Linked DNA regions of Mus musculus: region 1 is linked to region 2. A link is a contact called in public Hi-C data. All regions are on one chromosome and are shown on one strand. The core of a region is the stretch at or near the end of the contact, and the rest is flanking DNA. Distances in the headings are between cores, read along the strand shown. Region 1 has its middle 19 kb from the start of Gm14064. Region 2 overlaps Slx4ip (SLX4 interacting protein).

Evidence for each region. A called contact is a pair of places that touch in the nucleus more often than the background predicts.
Region 1: a Hi-C map of the N1E-115 cell line shows a contact between it and region 2, with 11 times the contacts expected there. The contact joins two enhancer-like sites. A contact is called at or near these places in 1 of 484 Hi-C or Micro-C datasets (the N1E-115 cell line) and 1 of 9 other capture datasets (adipose tissue).

The regions. Positions count from the first base shown.
Region 1 is chr2:137,642,645-137,646,092 of GRCm38.p6, forward strand. No RefSeq gene overlaps it. Among named protein-coding and RNA genes, the nearest start is that of Gm14064, 19 kb to the right of the region's middle. Within about 2 kb of position 1,722, at least 16 of the 459 cell types and tissues checked have an H3K27ac peak or open chromatin away from gene starts, as enhancers often do. A contact at or near this core is called in the N1E-115 cell line, where this site is marked.
Region 2 is chr2:136,911,057-136,914,537 of GRCm38.p6, forward strand. The region is part of intron 2 of Slx4ip (SLX4 interacting protein); the gene reads left to right. Among named protein-coding and RNA genes, the nearest start is that of Slx4ip, 21 kb to the left of the region's middle. Within about 2 kb of position 1,710, at least 25 of the 459 cell types and tissues checked have an H3K27ac peak or open chromatin away from gene starts, as enhancers often do. A contact at or near this core is called in the N1E-115 cell line, where this site is marked.

The DNA.
Region 1 (3,448 bases), core at 472-2,971, 730 kb after region 2:
GTAGGGGAGTGGGGGTGGGTGGGTATGGGGGACTTTTGGTATAGCATTGGAAATGTAAATGAGCTAAATACCTAATAAAAAATGGAAAAAAAAAGAGCAGCAAACACTCTTAACTGTTGAGCCATCTCTCCAGCCCAGTCTCGGATTTGTTGCTATTGTTTAGAACAAATCCCTTGAGAAAATTCACTGAAAAATATAATAACTTGTCTCTTGCTTCCTTTCATCATGTGTGCTAGATTTTCTTGTTGTTGTATATTTTTATGTTAAGTTTTAATGTAAGTTCTGTAAAGGATTAAGAAAAAAAAACCACGCTTTTAAAAATAGTAATAATAAGGCATGGTTCCTAAGTTACAATGAATAAAATACCTTTGGTAAGAAGAAGGTAAAGGCCTTCACAGTATGAAGATTAGACATCTGAGGGCCTTGGAAGTGAACTATGGCATTTTTTTTCTGACTTCCTTTGGCCAAGGTCAAGGCATCACTTAGCCTGGTTCATCATCAGTTTCTTTATCTTAGACAGAAAGCAGGATACTGGCTGCTCTCTTAATAACTGTAAGAGGATGGAGAAGCAGAATCTAAAAATCTGGAACACTTTCCAACTGCCAGGCAACATAACTCACTCCAACATCAAAATAGGTCATTAAATGCCATGAAAGGGTAAAGTACATGATCTGGAATCATCTTCCTTTACTGTTGTGAGGACAAAGGCTCTTTGTCCCTTTAAGAGTTTTCAGCCACATCTCCAGTCACATCCTAAAAGCTTTCCTCATGTGTTGGGTAGGTGTATCCGGTCACACAGCCCTGTTCAGAACTTCCTGGCAGATGTCATAATTTACTGTCACCCTCTTGCAGGAACCCAGAACAAGGGGCCCCCATGCCAGCACTGTGATCCATTGCCTGACAAGTCCTGGGTGTCAACCTTCAGCAGGCTCAGCGGAGGTGGAACACCATTTACCTGATAGAGCCTTTGATAAAGTTGGCAATTAGATGCACTTGGGAAATCCTGGCTGGAAACTAGTTTAGGAAGCATTACAACCACATCACGTTTCTTAAAAATTAATAGAAAAGACGGAGCACTCCGGTATTTGCTTTGTTCTCGGAAGAAGGCAGAAATATAGGGGTATATATGTAGTTTTATCTCTTTGGGTGTCTCTTCTGCTTCTTACTCTTATTTCCTCCAGACACAGTAATAAATCCCCTACCAGAGACAGGAGTGAGATGAAAGGGATCAAGCGACACGGTTTACAGTTTGGGATCATAGAGCCACATTGTTTTTTTAGGCCTCAAGCTCTTCCTCTCTGTTGTTTTGTTTGTCTGTTTTTGTTTTTGAGACAGGGTCTTAAATTGTTGCCCAGGCTTCCTTGGAACTCACAGTAATGCTCCTGCCTCATGCTTTCGGGCGTTGAGATTACAAGCCTGCACCCTAAAGCCCAACTCTCTTCCTGTCTTTATTTTTCATCCCTTTTTCTGATTCTTGGTAGTCTCTGTTCTCTCTCTCTCTCTCTCTCTCTCTCTCTCTCTCTCTCTCTCTCTCTCTCTCTCACACACACACACACACACACACACACAGAACAAAGGGGACTTAATATTCTATATGTCACTAGAGCTTTCTATCTTTGATGTTAGCACAAGAGCATGATTTGTTTGACATATATTCCACATCCCCCACCCCTTTGCTTCCTCCTTACTGGATGGCTTCAGCTTGCCAGTGATTAATGAGTCTGGAAGGTGAGCGACAGTTATCTTAAGGGCTCTAAAACATTTGTTTCCACAGCCTAGCCAAACTGTCCTGCTGCATTAGCTGTAGTTAGATTTCCTGTTGATAACGGTCTGCAGAAAATAACCCCCACCCCTACCCCAAAGCTGCCATCAGCATGAAGCCCTGTTTGTATGCCAACAGGGCAGAAGTTCTCACTGTCAGCCATGCAAATTTCCATTCTTCTTTAGGCAGATAAGCATTTTACCTTTGAGAAGGAGCTAAGGAGTCTGTTGTGAGGTTAGACCAATTCTCAACCTCCTTTGGATGCAGAAGCCTTATGAAATCAAAAAGTCAGAAGTGATCTGGAAAATGTGCTTACAAATAGTGGAACAGGGAAATGAGTTCTTCCCCTAGGCTTGTTCCTCCTGTGTGGGGTGAAATAGGTGGGAAGCAGGGACAGGGCGTTCTCTGTGTGATTGGAATTCCCCTGTAGAGTCACAGGAGATGAGCAAGCCTTTGGTTTTCCTTTTTTTTTATGTTTTATTTTGCACCTAGACCAATAGGCATGGGGAAAGCTGGCAGAGATGCGCACATGAGGTTTGTCCTCTTTAATGATCAGGTCTACAGAGGTTACCAAGGCTTGCTGACCACTGGAATATGGGGCCAATTAGGCCTTGGCTTCCTTTCAAGGTGGGCAGAGAATCATTTGGAACCACAGTCTATGTCATGATGCCAGTCACTGTGGGGAAGTGAATGAATGAGTCTTCCTTCCCATATTTGCTTCTGGACCCATGTAGTCATGGTCTCTTCAGCAAATAAAGAGGCTTCTTGGAATTGGCAGAGGTTGAAGTGGTATAAACTTAAGCAGAAAAACAGTGTTCTAATACTACAGAGAAAATCTAGAGCCTGGTGTGATGGTGCACACCTTTAATCCCAGCACTTGGGAGGCAGAGGCAGGCAGATTTCTGAGTTTGAGGCCAGTCTGGTCTACAGAGTGAGTTCCAGGACAGTGAAGGCTACACGGGGAAACCCTGTCTTCAAAACAAAAACAGAAAGAAAGAAAGAAAGAAAGAAAGAAAGAAAGAAAGAAAGAAAGGAAGGAAGGAAGGAAGGAAGGAAGGAAGGAAGGAAGAAAGAAAGAAAGAAAGAAAGAAAGAAAGAAAGAAAGAAAGAAAGAAAGAAAGAAAGAGAGAGAGAGAAAGTCTAGGGAGGGGAGGGGAGTGGAGGTGGTCCTCATTGCTGTGCACAACAGCTCCATCATATCTTCCTGGTGATGATTCTGAAGGAAACCAAGTTACAGTTTTCCTTATGATCTCATTTTACTGGGCTCAAAGCCCACCTCAATCATCATCTTTGGAGTCTAATGAGCTGTTTGCAGAACAGTGTTGAAAGGCACATAGGATAAAAAGAGAGTAAACTGTGTACATGCAGAGCTTCAAAATCTAGGCTCCTCGGCAGAATATTGCCTTCATTCTAGAAGAAACACTGGAGAAGTTTCCAATGATTCTCCTGCTCTTTTGCATAGCATCTGTGGTACTGCAGTCCCTCCAACCAAGACGCAGGGTCCTTGGTGTGAGCTGTTCTTGGAGTGGCATGCACAATCATTGGAAGGATACTGTTCCATTCTGCCTAAAGCCTTCAGTACATTCACATTCCTGCTTGCTCGCACCATGCCTGCTTTTCCCAACCATGACGTTATGCCCTGAAAAACTTTCCAGGTAATGAAACAGGAGAAACAGTTTTATGTCT
Region 2 (3,481 bases), core at 460-2,959:
TCGTTGTCCCATCCCCGTATTTAAAATACTTCTAATTGTATAAACTTTTAGAATCAAACAAAAGTCAGGTTTAGACAGATGTTAGCAAACTAAAGCATGTATGACAGCCATTTGTTTTAGAAAAAATAAAGTTTTATTTGTACACAGGCACTTCTATTTGTCATCAGTTGTCTCTGGTTGCTTAAGCTTTAGTGGGCTGGTTTAAGTAGTTATAATAAAGGCAGAGCTCACTGCCTACAAAGTAGACATAACATTGCTTTAATTTTATAATATGTGTGTAAATATTTCTTGAAACACATCTCACTTTCTACTAGCCAAATATCAAATACTCAGTAGGTGCCGGTAGCTAGTAACAGTTGTATTGGATCACACACACACACACACACACACACACACACACAAACACACACACACCACACCACACCACACAACACACACACATACATTTCAGTGCTTAAAATCCAAAGTCTCATGCATGCCAGATGAGCTGTAGACTTGAGTTACTCCTGGCCCTGGCAGAATAGGTCTAAATGGCTGTAAATGTTCTTACCTGCTTAAAGCATGTCACAGTAAGCATTCAATGGAATTAACCCAAGGTTAGTTAATGAAGGTTTCATTGAACGCTTACTACAAGCATCAGGCAAGCCCAAAGCAAATAGTAACAGATATGAACACTCAAGTATTAATCATAGATATTTGTCCATTAAAACACAAAGTGTTCGAGAAAAGAAACAGAACAATAAATTATTGCTTAAAATGTCCAATCATGTATCTGATATCTGCCTCAGGAAAAGTTCAGGGTCCCATTCCTGGCTTTAAGAAGAGTAAAATGTTGCCAGGCTTCATTCCCAGTAATTACATTTTAAGATTTAACATGTTTAACTTGGGCTCCAGAAGAGCAGTACAGTGAAAGCCCCCAAGCTCATTGTCTGTCTCTAGATCATTTCCTCTGCTTCCTGCATCTGTTTTCTTGGATTAGTTCGGTATTACAGCAAAGTCTACGATTCTTTTGGCCACGAAGACTGCTTTCCCACTTCCCCTCCCAACCACTTACTGTTTCGTGGGTGGGAAAATTTTTGTTGTGAGAGTTGATTAATTAGAAGGGATTCCTGGCTTCCCTAGCAATGGCAGCCTGGGAAGATTACAGAGCCTGGCTTAGTGACAGGCAGGCCAATCTGTATTTAAGGAAAACTTGGACCAGCCAAATTTCCCTGGAATGTGGATCTGGCTTTGTCTTCTACAGGGAATGTGCAGTGACCCTTTGCCCCTTCCCACCACTGTAGAAGGCTGACAGCATCTCCTTTTGCTGGTCCATACTGTCCACTTTTTCTTTGGGGTCTGTGGGGAAGTACTGGTGTAAAAAGCCTGAGTTGTTTTCTAAAGTTGAAATATAATAGGTGTAAATGTTTATTAATGCATAAAAAGGAAATGAGTTTACTATATTTTAAATTTTTCTTTATATCTTTATTATTTATGCTTTTTCTTTCTCCTGGTAGCAATTTTAGTTTTATACTGAGATCTACATTTCAGCTAACATTTCATCAGTCTTTGCATTTGTAGAACACCAGAAAAAGTTAAATATGCTCAAATATTGATGTGATTTCCTTGTTATAGTAAAAGCGAATGGGAAGAGCAATGCATTGCATTTCTAGAGAAAGAGACAGCTGAATAGAGATTGGCTGTCAGGCTTTTGTCTTGCTAGCTTCCCTCTGTGAATCACTTACAGCCTGTGTCCTAGGTTTTTGGTGTACCTAAAGGGGAATGCGCCACTGACTGTGTCACCATTGCTTATTTGAAAGTTGATGCATTGATCTGGTATGAAGCATTGAAAACAAGATTGCAGCAGGTATTTCCATATAGGGTGAGTTCTACTTACTGACCTTCTGGATGTTAAGAAAGATTGAAGTGAAGCGCTCCAAAAGAACAATTAAAGGCACTTCAAGTAATCCTGGTATTTATAAGAAATACAGCTGAGAGGAGAGCGACCTGTATCCCTGAGAACACTTTTCCAATATTTGTCTTTGCCTAACTTTGAAAGCCTAAGAAGGATAAGTGTATTCCTTCTCCTGAGTCTTAAACTCACCACTTTCCCAACCTCTTCAGCTGTTTCTTTTGAGAGCTCTGTTCTTTTGAAGGCTTTGGGCTGTAGTGCCGTGGCTGGCAATGTGCTCCGAGTGTGCAGACTGCTGTTGCTGCATTGCCAGATTGGGAAATGTGTGCAGCTAGGTGTGTGCTGCTTACTTGATGGAACTGGAACAAAACTGCTAGCAGCTTTCTGACATTACCCAGCTCAAACTATCATGGCTGTGGAGGTTTGGGGTACCTTCTTACACCATAGGAGAGTTGCTGTGGGTATTGATGGCTTTGCAGCAAGAGGATGTATTTGTTTTGAAATAAAGCTTCTTTTACCAAGTGTTCTCTGTCAGTTCTCAGGCCTCCCTGTCACAGTCTGTTTCCTTGGAATAAAACCTGTTTTTGTTTCCTTTTTTTATAACTGAAAAATGTTTCATGTTTTCTTCTACTTGCCAGACTGCTCCAGGTTTGCCTGATGAATGAGTCTTGTTTTCTTTGATATAGAAACCAAATATTCCTATGCTAATTATACTTACTTTATGTTCAGTGCCCAGTAGGTGCATCTTATTGTCACACATTGCACACATTGTCCTAGAACACCCCCGAGAAGGACTTCTCCTCTGTTTCTTTTATGTCACGGGACCTGAATACTCTAGGATATTACCGAGGTGACCAGTACCACTCCTTCTGTGTTTTTTCCTCATAACTTCTTTTTCTGGACAGGTAATGTGTAATCTTCAATTTGTGGTATATCCTTTACTTAAAAGTTCTGTCTTTCTCTATTTCTGCCATAGGTGTTCCTAGTGACTTTTAAAATAATTCTTTTACAAGCAGCTTCTGTTTATTTGTAATTGTTTATGCATGCTGTATGTGTGTGTACTTGATTGTACACATGTTCACATATGTGTAGCCAGAGGCCAACCTGGGGTGTCATTCCTTAGCATCCACCTGTACCTTTTGAGACAGGGTGTCTTAGTGGCCTGGAACTCAGCAAACAGGTTTGACTGGCTGGTCTGCAGGTCCTAGGGATCCACTGGTCTCTGCCTCCACAGTGGGGAGATTAAAGATGTTCTCAATTTTTCTTTGTGAGTTCTCTGGATCAAAGTTAGATTCTCATGCTTGCATTTTACCCTCTGAGCTACTTCCACAGCACACCAACAGTTAGCCAATTAATTCTTCTTAAACAGATAACAGAATGACAACATGTAGAGTTCACTTCTATGTCATTCAACATTAAACTGTAACACTATTTTCTTATAATGATTTTGTTTTTCCTGATGCACATGCAAAGTATGTGTTTTATTTTATCTTCTAGTGTTAAAACAATCTTTACTAGAAAGGTAGACTCAGGATCCTTCACCAACTGTATGGATTCTCTCTAAAGGCTGTAGAGGGCATCATTGTTCTA